Regions from separate parts of the Mus musculus genome. Here all the other regions are linked to region 1. A link is a contact called in public HiChIP or PLAC-seq data. All regions are on one chromosome and are shown on one strand. Each heading gives the region's core, a stretch centred on a gene start, on an enhancer-like site or on the middle of the called end of the contact. The rest is flanking DNA. Distances are from core to core; before and after follow the strand shown. Region 1 overlaps Atp6v0a4 (ATPase, H+ transporting, lysosomal V0 subunit A4). Region 2 overlaps Creb3l2 (cAMP responsive element binding protein 3-like 2). Region 3 has its middle 36 kb from the start of Akr1d1. Region 4 overlaps Creb3l2 (cAMP responsive element binding protein 3-like 2).

The links. HiChIP or PLAC-seq counts read pairs in DNA pulled down with a chosen protein or histone mark.
Region 2: an H3K27ac HiChIP or PLAC-seq map of extraembryonic endoderm stem cells shows a contact between it and region 1, with 4 times the contacts expected there. The contact joins two enhancer-like sites. A contact is called at or near these places in 3 of 484 Hi-C or Micro-C datasets (B cells, Sertoli cells and peritoneal macrophages), 3 of 115 datasets of contacts at active chromatin or transcription factors (astrocytes, embryonic stem cells and extraembryonic endoderm stem cells) and 1 of 9 other capture datasets (adipose tissue).
Region 3: an HNF4G HiChIP or PLAC-seq map of pancreatic cancer cells shows a contact between it and region 1. The contact joins two enhancer-like sites. A contact is called at or near these places in 2 of 15 datasets of contacts at CTCF or cohesin (large pre-B cells and pro-B cells), 18 of 484 Hi-C or Micro-C datasets (B cells, CD4 T cells, CD4 single positive thymocytes and 9 more), 3 of 115 datasets of contacts at active chromatin or transcription factors (embryonic stem cells and pancreatic cancer cells) and 2 of 9 other capture datasets (adipose tissue and embryonic stem cells).
Region 4: a contact with region 1 is called in a FOXA1 HiChIP or PLAC-seq map of pancreatic cancer cells. The contact joins two enhancer-like sites. A contact is called at or near these places in 17 of 484 Hi-C or Micro-C datasets (the AML12 cell line, B cells, the G1E-ER4 cell line and 5 more) and 4 of 115 datasets of contacts at active chromatin or transcription factors (embryonic stem cells, epiblast stem cells, extraembryonic endoderm stem cells and 1 more).

Annotation. Positions count from the first base shown.
Region 1 is chr6:38,071,051-38,073,954 of GRCm38.p6, reverse strand. It overlaps Atp6v0a4 (ATPase, H+ transporting, lysosomal V0 subunit A4), which reads left to right. Exons shown (of 21, transcript NM_080467.3): 13 at 1,949-2,106. Among named protein-coding and RNA genes, the nearest start is that of Svopl, 26 kb to the right of the region's middle. Within about 2 kb of position 1,639, at least 35 of the 459 cell types and tissues checked have an H3K27ac peak or open chromatin away from gene starts, as enhancers often do. A contact at or near this core is called in extraembryonic endoderm stem cells and pancreatic cancer cells, where this site is marked.
Region 2 is chr6:37,335,660-37,338,792 of GRCm38.p6, reverse strand. Creb3l2 (cAMP responsive element binding protein 3-like 2) reads left to right here. Exons shown (of 12, transcript NM_178661.4): 9 at 2,479-2,578; 10 at 2,839-2,965. Among named protein-coding and RNA genes, the nearest start is that of Dgki, 37 kb to the right of the region's middle. Within about 2 kb of position 1,777, at least 68 of the 459 cell types and tissues checked have an H3K27ac peak or open chromatin away from gene starts, as enhancers often do. A contact at or near this core is called in extraembryonic endoderm stem cells, where this site is marked.
Region 3 is chr6:37,492,856-37,495,923 of GRCm38.p6, reverse strand. No RefSeq gene overlaps it. Among named protein-coding and RNA genes, the nearest start is that of Akr1d1, 36 kb to the left of the region's middle. Within about 2 kb of position 1,498, at least 9 of the 459 cell types and tissues checked have an H3K27ac peak or open chromatin away from gene starts, as enhancers often do. A contact at or near this core is called in pancreatic cancer cells, where this site is marked.
Region 4 is chr6:37,369,519-37,372,239 of GRCm38.p6, reverse strand. All of the region lies in intron 2 of Creb3l2 (cAMP responsive element binding protein 3-like 2), which reads left to right. Among named protein-coding and RNA genes, the nearest start is that of Gm33275, 47 kb to the left of the region's middle. Within about 2 kb of position 1,424, at least 38 of the 459 cell types and tissues checked have an H3K27ac peak or open chromatin away from gene starts, as enhancers often do. A contact at or near this core is called in pancreatic cancer cells, where this site is marked.

The DNA.
Region 1 (2,904 bases), core at 390-2,889:
CAGACCAAGATCTGAGACCCTGTTTTGAACAAACAAAAGACAGACACAAATTGTATATGTGAGGGCCAGAGAGATGGCTCGGCACTTCAGAGTGCTAATGCTCCTCTATAAGAGCTGAGTGTGGTTCCCCAGCACCAGTCACTCTCTTGCTCCAGGGGATCTATCGCCCTCTTCTGACCTCCTCAGGCACCTGCACATATGTGGCATGTACTCACACAGATGCACACATAAGAAATAACTGTAAGAATCAATCTTTTTAAACATATGCATGTGATTGTCACTATAAGGAATAACATATATTTATAAAAATAACTCGATTCAACAAAAACTCTTAATCAGTGTGGGGTTTCTTGCTGTAGTGAACACATCTTTTTTCTTTTTCTTTTTGTGACATTATAAGACGTTGGCTTTTACTTTTTAAATTTTATTGATTTGTTTATTTATTTATATCCTTTTGAGACAGAGTCTCATCTATCCACACGTGGCTTCAAGCTCACTGTATAGTCAAGGGTAACTCTTTACTTCTGAGCTTCCTGCTTCTACTTATGGAGATCTGAGATTGCAGGCATACACTGCTATGCCAGGTTTATGTTGCATGCTAAACAAACTCAAAGCAGTGATTTTTGTTGATGGTTGAGGGTATTGGGGAACAAACCCAGGGCCTTGTGTGTGCCAAGCCCTATTATACCTGTTACATCATCATCGTCATCACCATCATCATTATCACCACTACCACCATCATCACCATCATAATTATCACCACCATTATTATCATATTATTATTGACAGGATCTCACTATATAATCGGAGCTAGTCTCAAACTCACAGAGATCTGCTTACTTCTTCCTCTGGAACGCTGGAATTAAATCTAGCCTCCTCTTAATATTTTAAAAACTTTCTTTACTCTGATTATAAAAGCAATATGTGGTAATTGTGTCAGATTACAGTCCAGAAACCTAGAGAAAGATCTTGATGAATGCTTTTGAATATATTTCCATTCTGTGTGTTTGTGCTTGTCTACAAATATGTACTTTTCAAAAATTGCCATCGAGAATCACACATTATTTGTAACTTCCTTTAAAACCTATCATATAGTACCATGAATATTTTGTTCATGGCAGAACTTTTAAGAAACCCCAAGGAGTCCTGGATATTAATGGTACCTCACTTCTCACTGACTTTGGCATGGTCTCCTTCCATAGTATTGTGAATATAGAGGCCCCCGGATGCCTGTGTTGGTTAATGGCAGATAAGCTCTTGGTCATACACTTGACAGAGTGGAGCCATGCCCTTAGCTATGTTCCAGACTATAAGAATGGCTACAGACCTCTGGCACATACTGGGTTGGTTAGAAGGAGTGCCGTGATGTCACTGTGAGTTAATCATAAGCCTGGCCAGTCTTGTGACCAATTCAGTCTTCCATGACAAGTTTAACAGAGGTCATTTTCCTTGGAGGACATTTAAAATTGCAAACGGACTTGTCATCAGCTCTTAGAATGAATGATATCCACAGCCAGCACCCCAGGAAGCTGCTTTCCCTAGCAGATGTGACAGATAGAAGCCCAACTGTGCTTTGTCTCTGTGAAGACAAAGCCCCAAAGGCATACAGACCTGTGATGATAGGACAGAGGCCAGCGCAGGGCCTGTCTCCTGGAGGTGCTGGAGACCACAGCATGCCAGCTCACTTAGTAGATGAGGCCTCAGTGTGCACAGCCATGCATTCTGTGGAAAGAGAGAATGTGAGGCTTACATGCTTTTGTTTGCACAGTGAATAAATGCCCAGGGTTCTCTAGCTGACCTACATAAGCTCGTGTGTGTAGGAATATGATGTCTGCCTTAGTCATGTCATCTCTCCCCCACACTACCGATGCTGGACATATCCCATGTCTCTCTCCCCTCCTGTATCACTTCAGAGCCCACTGACACTCACCCTTTTTTCCTGGACCAGATGTGGAACATCTTCTTCAATGGGCGCTATTTGATCCTGCTCATGGGTATCTTCTCCATCTACACCGGCTTGATCTACAACGACTGTTTCTCCAAATCTTTTAACATCTTTGGCTCCTCTTGGAGTGTCCAGCCTATGTTCAGAAACGGCACGTGGAAGTAAGTTTATAGCCTGCTAGGGCATGCTTGCAGGCCATCCAAAGACTGCAGGGCTCATGGCTCTGACCACAGCTGCCCCTGAAATTTTACCCAATAAGCTAATCTTTTAAAAAAAATTATTTATTAGTATTTTACATGTATGGATGTTTTACCTACATGCACATATATGTACAATATGTTCATGCAGCAGAGGACAGAAGAGGGCTTTGAATCCCCTGGAACTGCAGTTATAGCTAGCTTTTCTGAGCTGCTGTTTGGTTGCTGGGAATAGAATTCAGGTCTTCTGCAAGAGCAAGTACTTTTAACTGCTAGGCCAGCTCCGCAGTCCCTGTAGCCATTTTATCTACTTTGTGCAATAGATAAAAATAGATAACCCAGTAGCTGAACTGGTTGTGGTAGAGAGATAGCTTGTCCAATTCCAGCTCAATTAAATGCATGTTGAGGAGGGTGTGCCACGCAGCAGGCTCTGTGAAAATAGGTGGTATGGCACTTAGAAACTGAGCATCCCGGAAGGAGCTTCGTACCCAAGAGGGTGAGGTTGGCCATGGGCTTTGCTCTTGTGTGGAGATTTGCTAGCCAGGGATTTAGGAGTGAAGACTTGGCGTTAAAAAGGCAGGCATGGGTGATGAAGTATACAGACCCTCAGCTTTCAGTGTTGCTGCCCCCCCCCCACCACCACCCTCACCCGCCACACGAAGCAGGGCATTTCTTAGGCTGCTCAGGAAAGCAGGAGTTCAGTATTAAGAGCAAGGAGGAGATCATGAGTTTGCATTGCCAGCATCCTGGATTGCTTGTGGC
Region 2 (3,133 bases), core at 528-3,027, 740 kb after region 1:
CAGGAGTCTTACCTAGAAATTGGAAGGGAGGGGTATTTCTGTTGTCCTGGGGAATCTGTTTTCTCAGACCGTGGGTGGGCAGAGAGGAAGTGTAGAATGTTTGATGATAAACAGGCAAAAAAATATATAAATAAATAATATTTATGTTTTTGCTTCCAAGCCACCAGAGGATGTTGGAGCAAAGTAGATGGCATTGGTACAGCTTGGGAAGGGTCCTTCTAGCTGAAGGCTGGGTAGAGAGAAGATGACCATCCCTGTGTAGCTTACAGCTGAGCTTACATCCTGGCACAAGAATGCTCAAGGCAGAGTTGGGGCACCCAGTGACAGCATCAGCCAACGCTGGAAGCAGTGAGGTCCCTGCTGTAGTTCAGCAGGCAGCCCAAGACCTTAGGATCGATGCCTTGGAAGAAGTGTTCCTGCCTGTGGGCTTGCTTGTATATAGGTCCCAGGACTTGAGGGAGAACCTCGAGAGGAACTTGGGGCTGGCATTACAGATGACAGTCACATGCTACACACACACATGCTACGGCTGGCAGGATGGCAAGTCTGTAGAATGAGTTCCACTGAGCCATTGGCCAGGCAAGAGCTCACTCAGTATCTGGTGCTGCTGCGGTGGGGGCTGTGTTGGTGGGTAGTGCAGAGGCTTCTGAGGAAGCTTAGGCAGGACAGAGAGGAAATTCTACGACAGAAGAAAGTTCTGCAGCACAGGGACTCTTGGTTATGAACTTTTAAAGTGGAATTTAAAATAAGTGTGCTATCAGCATTTCTTCACCTTGAGCAACATGCAGTGTGCTTTTAAAGCAAATCCTACTTTGATAAATTAATAAGGGTCATGTCTAACCCCATCTGGTCATGCTTTTATATAGCCAAAATGAAAAGTATGATTGAGTACAATAGCCTTCCATAGGAAATATTATCTTGCTATCCTAAAATTATTCCACATGGCAAAAAACACAGAGTGGGTAGGACCACAGGGAGATTTTTTTGAGTTTAGAAAGCCTTCTACCATGTGTGCTGAGGGCTGTTCAAATTCTTTCACCAAGTCTACCTCCACTGATACTGCAGAAAGGAAAACCATCTCAAAGCCAGCCTACCCTTGCTTAAACTAAGAGAATTCATGTCTTTGATACTGGGCAGGACAGAATTACAAACCTCAGAAAAGCTTGCATGTGTTTTCATCATTGGAAAGACATGCCGCGGGTAGGCTGTGATGGCAAGCAAGATGTGAGGAAATCCCAGAATTCTTCTTGCCTGGCTTTCAAACATTCCATCACGGTTCGCTGTTTTCTGAAAATCTTTGATACTCAGACCGTATGTTCTCACAAACCCTTTCCATTTTGTAGTGGATGCCGGCCTTGAGCAGAGCTGATGAGAATGAGGCAGGGGTCCCAGGCTTTATGCTAGTCCCCCTGAGTCCCGGGAGACACTCTAACCTGGGAGGATGTGCTGCCAGACCCCTGCTATGTCTTGCCATTCTTGGTTTAGGATTTGCAAAGATGCTCCCACACAACATCCTGATATTACAGTGTGTATACTGCTGTCCTCATCTCTGAACATCCACAGTTGTCCTAGCTGGGGAGTACCATCCCCCTTTCCCTCTCTCCTCTTCCCTGCTCCCTCCCTTCCTCTGCAGAGTGCTCTGTGTAAACTTGCCGCTCACTGATGGACTGGCCATTTCCAGTCAAGCCACCACCTCTGGCCCCTCCTGCTATTGTTCTCTGCCGGCCTTTGTTTCTCTCCTTCTCTTGTTTTTGTTTTTATAGATCAGTGTCTCTCATCTCTTGGTGAAACGAGCCTCCTTTGTAATTACCACTGCCCTAGTCAGTTCAGACTGCTGTAACACAATACCATAAAAGGACTGGCTTGGAAACAACAGAAATGCATTTCTTGCTGTACTGGAGGCAGAGGCGGCCAAGATCAAGGTGCTGGCAGATTCGGTGTCTGGTAAAGGCTGCCTTCTGGTGCAAAGAAAAAAACGACAGCTCCTAGCTGTGTTCCCATGTAGTGAAGAACTGTACTTTTAGCCCCTTATGTGGGCACTCGTCCTGTTATTAAAACTCTATTCTCAAGGCTACTCACCCCACACCCCCTGCCTATTATCATTATATTGCAGCTTCAGTCTGAACATAGGAACTTGGAGAGAGGGGAGTCATCCAACCAGAGTGTCCTTTTCTTCCCTCATTGGCTGACAGACAAGTTTCTGCCTGTCAGGGTTGATTTGGGGGCTCCTCTCTTGCCCAGAACAGCTGCAGGCTGCAGAGCTGTTGTCAAGGCTGACTCTGAAGCTCCAGGGGGTTCTGCGGTGGCGCTGCCAGCAGGTGTAGTCCAAAGGACACCCGCCCAGGTGTAGTCCTTTTGCCGTGCTTCCAGACCCTGCTCAGTCACAGGTGTGAAGCCGCTATGACTTCTGCGGGAGAGTCGTTCAGAGCAGCTCGCTCTCACGTGCCCCTTCCTGACTTTCACTTATCACCGTGGCAGGACTCTCCTTCAGCAACTTCAGAAGCTTCAGACTTTGGTGATGGGGAAGGTCTCTCGAACCTGCAAGTTAGCTGGCACACAGACTGGCACCTGCCTCATGGTGAGTTTCCCAAAGGGACTTCCTCCCCTGGCAAGCCCCCCATTTCCAGACTCCCCTACCTTGAAAATGCTAACAATGAATGAAGCCAGAGAGACCATACATCCCGTTCCAAGGCTTCCCCTTGTCTCGTCATTTCAAGGACACAAGTGAGGGTGACCTGACCCCTAACAGACTTGTGCTCTTTCTTGTCCCTTGTTCCCAGAGGTCAGCCACCCACAGTCTGAGCTCTACAGCTCCCCGTGTTCTCTCCTTACCTCTAGGTCGTTGTGCTTTGCTTTGCTGTTGCATTTGGAAGCTTCTTTCAAGGCTATGGGCCTTATCCTTCTGCCACCAAGATGGCTCTGCCCAGCCAGCATCCTCTGTCAGAGCCATACACAGCCTCCGTGGGTAAGTCACCACCTTGTTTTTGTTTGCCTGCAGTTGGCTTTCCGAGCTCTCTGCAAGGGATCCCAACCCATGTGTAAGAGTAGAGCATCTCTGTTTGCAGGTGGGGTGTTCTGGGAGTGGCCACTGGACTCCCTGGGTAGCACCAGGAATTCTCAAGAATTCCACAGA
Region 3 (3,068 bases), core at 249-2,748, 580 kb after region 1:
TGGCACTATTAGGAGGTGTGGCCTTGTAGAGTAGGTGTGTCACTATAGGCATGGGCTTAAAACCTTTATCCTAACTGCCTGGAAGCCAGTCTCCTCATAGTAGCCTTTATATGAAGATATAGAACTGTCAGCTCTGCCTGCACCATGACTGCCTGGATGCTGCCATGCTTGTGCCTTGATGATAATGGACTGAACCTCTGAACCTGTAAGCCAGCCCCAATTAAATGTTGTCCTTATAAGAGTTGCTTTGATTATGGTGTCTGTTCACAGCAGTAAAACCCTAACTAAAACAGTTACTAAATTTATTGTTTCCTCAAGAAACCAAGAACAAACTTTTTCTACAAAATCTAAAATATTATGTAATTGTTGTTACCCTTCTTTAGCAAAGCATATTAAGCTTTTGCACAAAAAGCATACGGTTATTCCCATTTTTCTTTCCTCCTCCTCCTCCTCCTCCTCCTCCTCCTCCTCCTCCTCCTCCTCTTTTTTCATGGTATCCTTCACTTTGTCTCCCATAGCTGAGCCTCCCACTGGACACCATTCTACTGGAGCCTGCTGGTCAGTCACTGAGAAAACCACAACTTGGAAGTGAGAATGATTATTAAAAACACAGAAAGAAGATACAAGAGACAGATATGGGAGGGCTACTGGCCAACACTGTGCCAGCAATGAGTGTATTTTATCGGTGACTTTTAAAGGCAAGCAACACAAAGCATGACAAATTTCAGGAAGTTAAACAATGACCACAGATACTTATGTGGTGAGTTATCTATGTTTGACTAAGTTGACTTAAGGCCATTTCCTTCAATCTAGGACATTCTCTCAAGGACCCATGTGTCAGTGGAGGAACTTGGAAGGGTATAATGCACATCTTAATTCAAAACAAAGACAAATGTATATTAGTATAGAATGAGAGGAGAGGGTACTGTCATGGTGTTTCCTGTGATAGTGACATTAATGTTTGTCCCATATTGTGGCAGCTTTCTGTGTACACATGCAAAGATTGCTACTGCCAGGGACTGAAGTCCTCAGGGAAGATCAGACACCAGTGCCAGGGATGCTTTGCCTCCTTCCCTGGATAAGCTATGAGTGATGGTCAAATGTGAGTATGGCAATAGCACTGTTCCCTCCTTCCTGTCCTAGGCTGGGGGCTCAAGTCCTGGGCAGATACACCTGTGTGGCATCATTCCAAGTCCTCTCTCCCTGGTAAGGGGAGGAGTTTTCTGAATCTGTTTTCTTTAGTGGTCAGTACTATTGCTATGAGACTTCTGATAACTGCTGCTTTTAGTTCTTCTTAGGATGCGCTGTCCTCAGGCAGAACACGTCATGTCTCTCACTACATTTAGTCTTCCTATCTCATAAGGATCCCAATGAAGAAGTGCTGCACATGAGTGAGTTATTCAGGTCATGTTCTTCCCAGAAAACAGTCCAAACCTTAGCAGACACATGTGCTCACTGTGAATCACAGCCCTCTTGCTGGGCTCTGAGTTGTCCTCAGACTAAGAAACTATTGATATTAGGACAGGGGTTTACCCTGTGAGGTCACAGAGGCCTCATCTCAGTTAACTCTGAGAATAACAAGGGGAATCCAGTGCTCAGTCATCTATCAACTCTCTACAAAACTGTTCCAAGCATCCTTGGACACACTTAGATTTGAAGAAGTAGCTGGAAGTGTTTCTCAGAGAGCTTCCTGAGAATCACCCATATTTATCTCTTGGTAGGCCTCCATCTTTTCAAAAGTCACTTTGTCCTTGAGAGGAGGAAACAGTGGACATGGCGGCTTCCTCAACTCAAATGTCTGAACCGCATCCCCTGCCTCATTGTCTCAGATTCTCTGTTGTGAGCTTGGTGTATTGTTGCCCCTCAGTCTGCAGGGTGCCATCTTCTGCCCCCTGTATCTAAATGTAACCACACACTGTTTCTGCTTCACCTCTGTGCACCATTAATATTTTAGCTTGTGTTAATTTGCAGGCTATTAGCTGAGTGCTTGCCTACAATGTCAGTGACACTTGGTTTTGAATGGAACAGTGCACAATTACATAGATAAATAGTGAATAAACATGTACAGGGTTGCTGATCACAATACATCACATTGCAGGCAGAGCCCAGCTTGTGAGGTGCAGATATCCTGGGAACACCTGCTTTTACTTGTCCCAGCCTCAGTGAGCCTTTCACCTGAATAAGTGTGACAGTGAATGAGCAGGTTTTCCAGACATATTCAAAGCCTTCTGTCCTCATGTGCCCGTAGTGGGCTTATACACAGTGTTGGTCTGGGTTTGTTATTTCTGCTTTGACCTGAGACTCTTTGTGAAGTCCATGCTTTCCATGTGCTGGAGCTGCAAGCTCTCAACCACCAAGTTTCCATTCTTCCTCATGATGGGATGGCAGATCTAAAACATGGCTGACACCCATCGCTTGTGATTGCTGGGCACCCATACCTGTCGGCCACTGTGCACTCTCTGTAGTGACCCAGAATGCTGTAAAGTTCAGTGGTTATTTGTGAAAAACTTTAAACCTTTAGCTGAATTATCCGAGCTCTGTCCTTGGAGACAATTCCTGGCCTGAGGATGTTTTATGGGAGTCACACTGTATGTGTTTGCATTCGTACATGAATATATGAATAACATGACTTATGAACATGTGTATCCTGTGTCATTTGGAGACTGTGAGTAGTCAAAGTGTCTGATGGAAGGACCAGCTTTTATAGTTGGAGGTGTAGCCACTGTCATGTCCTGAGCCTGATCATGTTGTGTCCAGCATAGGCTCATTTTGGCTCTAGTTGGCTGTCCACTGTGAAACACAAAACATCACCCTCTTTTTGGGGTGAAAAGACAAATTCTGGCCACCCCTGATTAATGAGAGCCTAAAGTGGAATTAATTCTTCAAGCCACTTGCACTAGCATCAAAGGGTTCAGTGATGTGTTAATTCTATGGGGGAAACTCATACATGTGGTTGAAGTTCAATGATGCCCCATGAGTTTACTTCACAATAACAGGAACATTTATATAGCCTTTCAACCTGCCTGATCTCTCCTAGGGCCCATAGCTTCAAGTCTCTGACAGTAGAA
Region 4 (2,721 bases), core at 175-2,674, 700 kb after region 1:
TGGATTTCTGTAATTAGACTATTCCATTTCTAGTAGAGCAGGACATGTATGGACACTGTAAACACTGCAGCCTGTGACACACAGTGGTCCTGAGGGTTTGGGCTTTCATGGCTGGTGGCGCATGGTGTAGCGGTCCGTAAGTGCAGTGACTTCAGAGCCAAAGCCACAGTAAAGTTGCTCAGTGCAACCCTGCATGAACTCTGCCAGAAGCCCCTCTGATACAGCGCAGGTTTGATTTTGAATTACTTTCTGTCCGTTGTGTGTCCAGAAGCCCTTTCCTGTGACCTGACTCCATGATTCCCACACTCAGTTGTGTGACTTACAGCCGAAGAGTCTGCCAAAGCATACCCCAAGGTGGACGTTTACTTTGTCTTTTATTTCAGTGTTTCTCCAAAGAAGAAACGTGATCGTGACGAGCCTGGAGCATTAAGAGAGAACTTGATATCTCTATCCTCTGAGGTTGTGTAAAAATAGGGTTGGAAAGTCTATAAAATATCAGCCAGCTAAACAGAAGTGGTGTATAATGCATTTGTGCCAAGATAATTTATTTAGGCTGGATTAAGAGACTAACTGAGTGGCTCTGAAGAGAAGGCTCAGTGGTGAAGGGTGCCTACTGCTCTAGAAGAGGTTCAGAGTCTGGTTCCTAGCATTTGTATCAGGTGTCTCGCAACCACTTGTAAATTCCAGCTCCGTGGGATCAGGCACCCTCTTCTGGCCTCAATGGGTACTGCATTCATGTCTACATACCTACTCCCCTAATACATACATAGACAAACAATTTTAAAAGTAGTAACAAAAATAAATTTAAAAATCTGTCTGTAGCCGGGCGTGGTGACCCACGCCTTTAATCCCAGCACTTGGGAGACAGAGGCAGGCGGATTTCTGAGTTCGAGGCCAGCTTGGTCTACAAAGTGAGTTCTAGGACAGCCAGGGCTACACAGAGAAACCCTGTCTCGAAAAAACAAACAAACAAAAAAATCTGTCTGTATAAAATTAAACAAATAGTCTGTCTTTACTGTTGCTGTTCCAGGTCTATAGACCATTGGGGCTTCTTCAGATTACAGGAGCTGGAGATAACTGGGTGGGCTCAGTACTGACTTATGAAGCTGCTTTCCCAGTTACAAATGAAGGCAAGTCCTCAGGGAGTAAGCTGTGGCCGTTGAGAAGTCACACGGGGTGCATGAGACAAGTTGTGGGAGGAAAAGGACTGTGGGATGGGATGGCTGGGAAGCGGGGTTGGAGCCATGAGGGAGGCATCGGTTGGTGAGTCAAAGGAGACACTCGTGGCTGGACGCTGAGGCTTAGAGGGCACAGACAGAGCTGGCCACGGAGAGCCAGGAAGCTGAGCTACGTAGATGGCACAGAAAGGGTGGTTTCTGAAACGAGTAGAGAGATAGGCAGCAGGATTCACACAGGGTTGTGTGTGTGTGTGGTGGTGGGGGGTAAGGGTGACTCATAGGTGACTTAGGTTTCTGCTCTGTAGCCTTTAGAGGGATATTGGTGTTGACGTGTTCTCAGGAAGTGAAATCCAGAAAAGAAAAAGGCACCGAGATGAGGTAAAAAGGTAATCACATTTCCTGTGAGCTGGTGTCAAGAGCATCAGCGTGCGTCATCGCAGAGGGGGTAAAAAGGGTGCCGCTCTCCTCATCTGCTTCCATGCTGGGCTCTCCGTGGCTGGGTGTTGGGGTAGGACAGGCAGGGGAACACGGGTGAAAATGATAACATTGCTTCCCTTAAAACAGTCAAATAGGGACCCCATTGCAATCAAGAATAGTCTAAAACAGCAAAGTTGACAGCCATCTATCGAGCAAAGCCACTTAGATTATTCAGCTCTCTGTCCCTGATGAAGAAACACAAACTGCATGCGACAGTTTCATGTACATCTGTGTACCGAATCAGTCTTTCCAAATCAGTGTTGTTCCATGGATATGTATGTGGTTCATGCTCTACATACCATACTCTGCAGGAGAAATTGTGAGTTTAAAAAGCAATCTTGACCCCGGATCAAGTCCATCATGGCTCTCTAAAGTCATGTTATGAGTCTGGGCTCTGTCCAATTTATGAATGACTTGACCCTGGGTGAGCTGTATCCGTCTTTGGTCTGACCTTCCAGATCTTTAAAATGAAAATATAATACTTACCCACTGCGTGGCTGGAGGGATTCTCTGAGTTCACATTTATCGAGCACTTAGAGCAGTGCCTGCCACTTCACAAGTGCCGAGGAAGTATCAGCTATTATTGTCCTTGTTCTTCTGTGGACTGCTCCATAATTAAGTACATAATTTACCAAGTGCCCGTGATAGGGATGACAGGAGCCAAGGAGAGAGCTTCTATATATCCAGGCATGGAAAGAACACAGAGAGACAGAGATTGTGTTGGTCTCAGAGGTCCATCCAGTACAGGCTGGGTGTCTGCCAAAGACTAAGGACTATGGGTTGGTCTTAAACAATGTTTCTTCATATCAGAAACACCTGTTTGGCGGTCTATAGTATAGGAGTGATCTAATTTTACTTTTTTCTATGCGTACATATGGGCTCAAAAAATAACATTTATTAAAATGTATACATCTAGGCCAGACCTGTTTTGAACCATTGCTTCCTTGGAAAGCAATGTGTGCAGGTGACAGTGAACCTGGGATATGGGACTCATTTCTATGGTGTGAAGAATCTTTTTCTATGAATCCCAGCTGTACACTTTTGGGTGAGTCTTTTTAATCTTGTA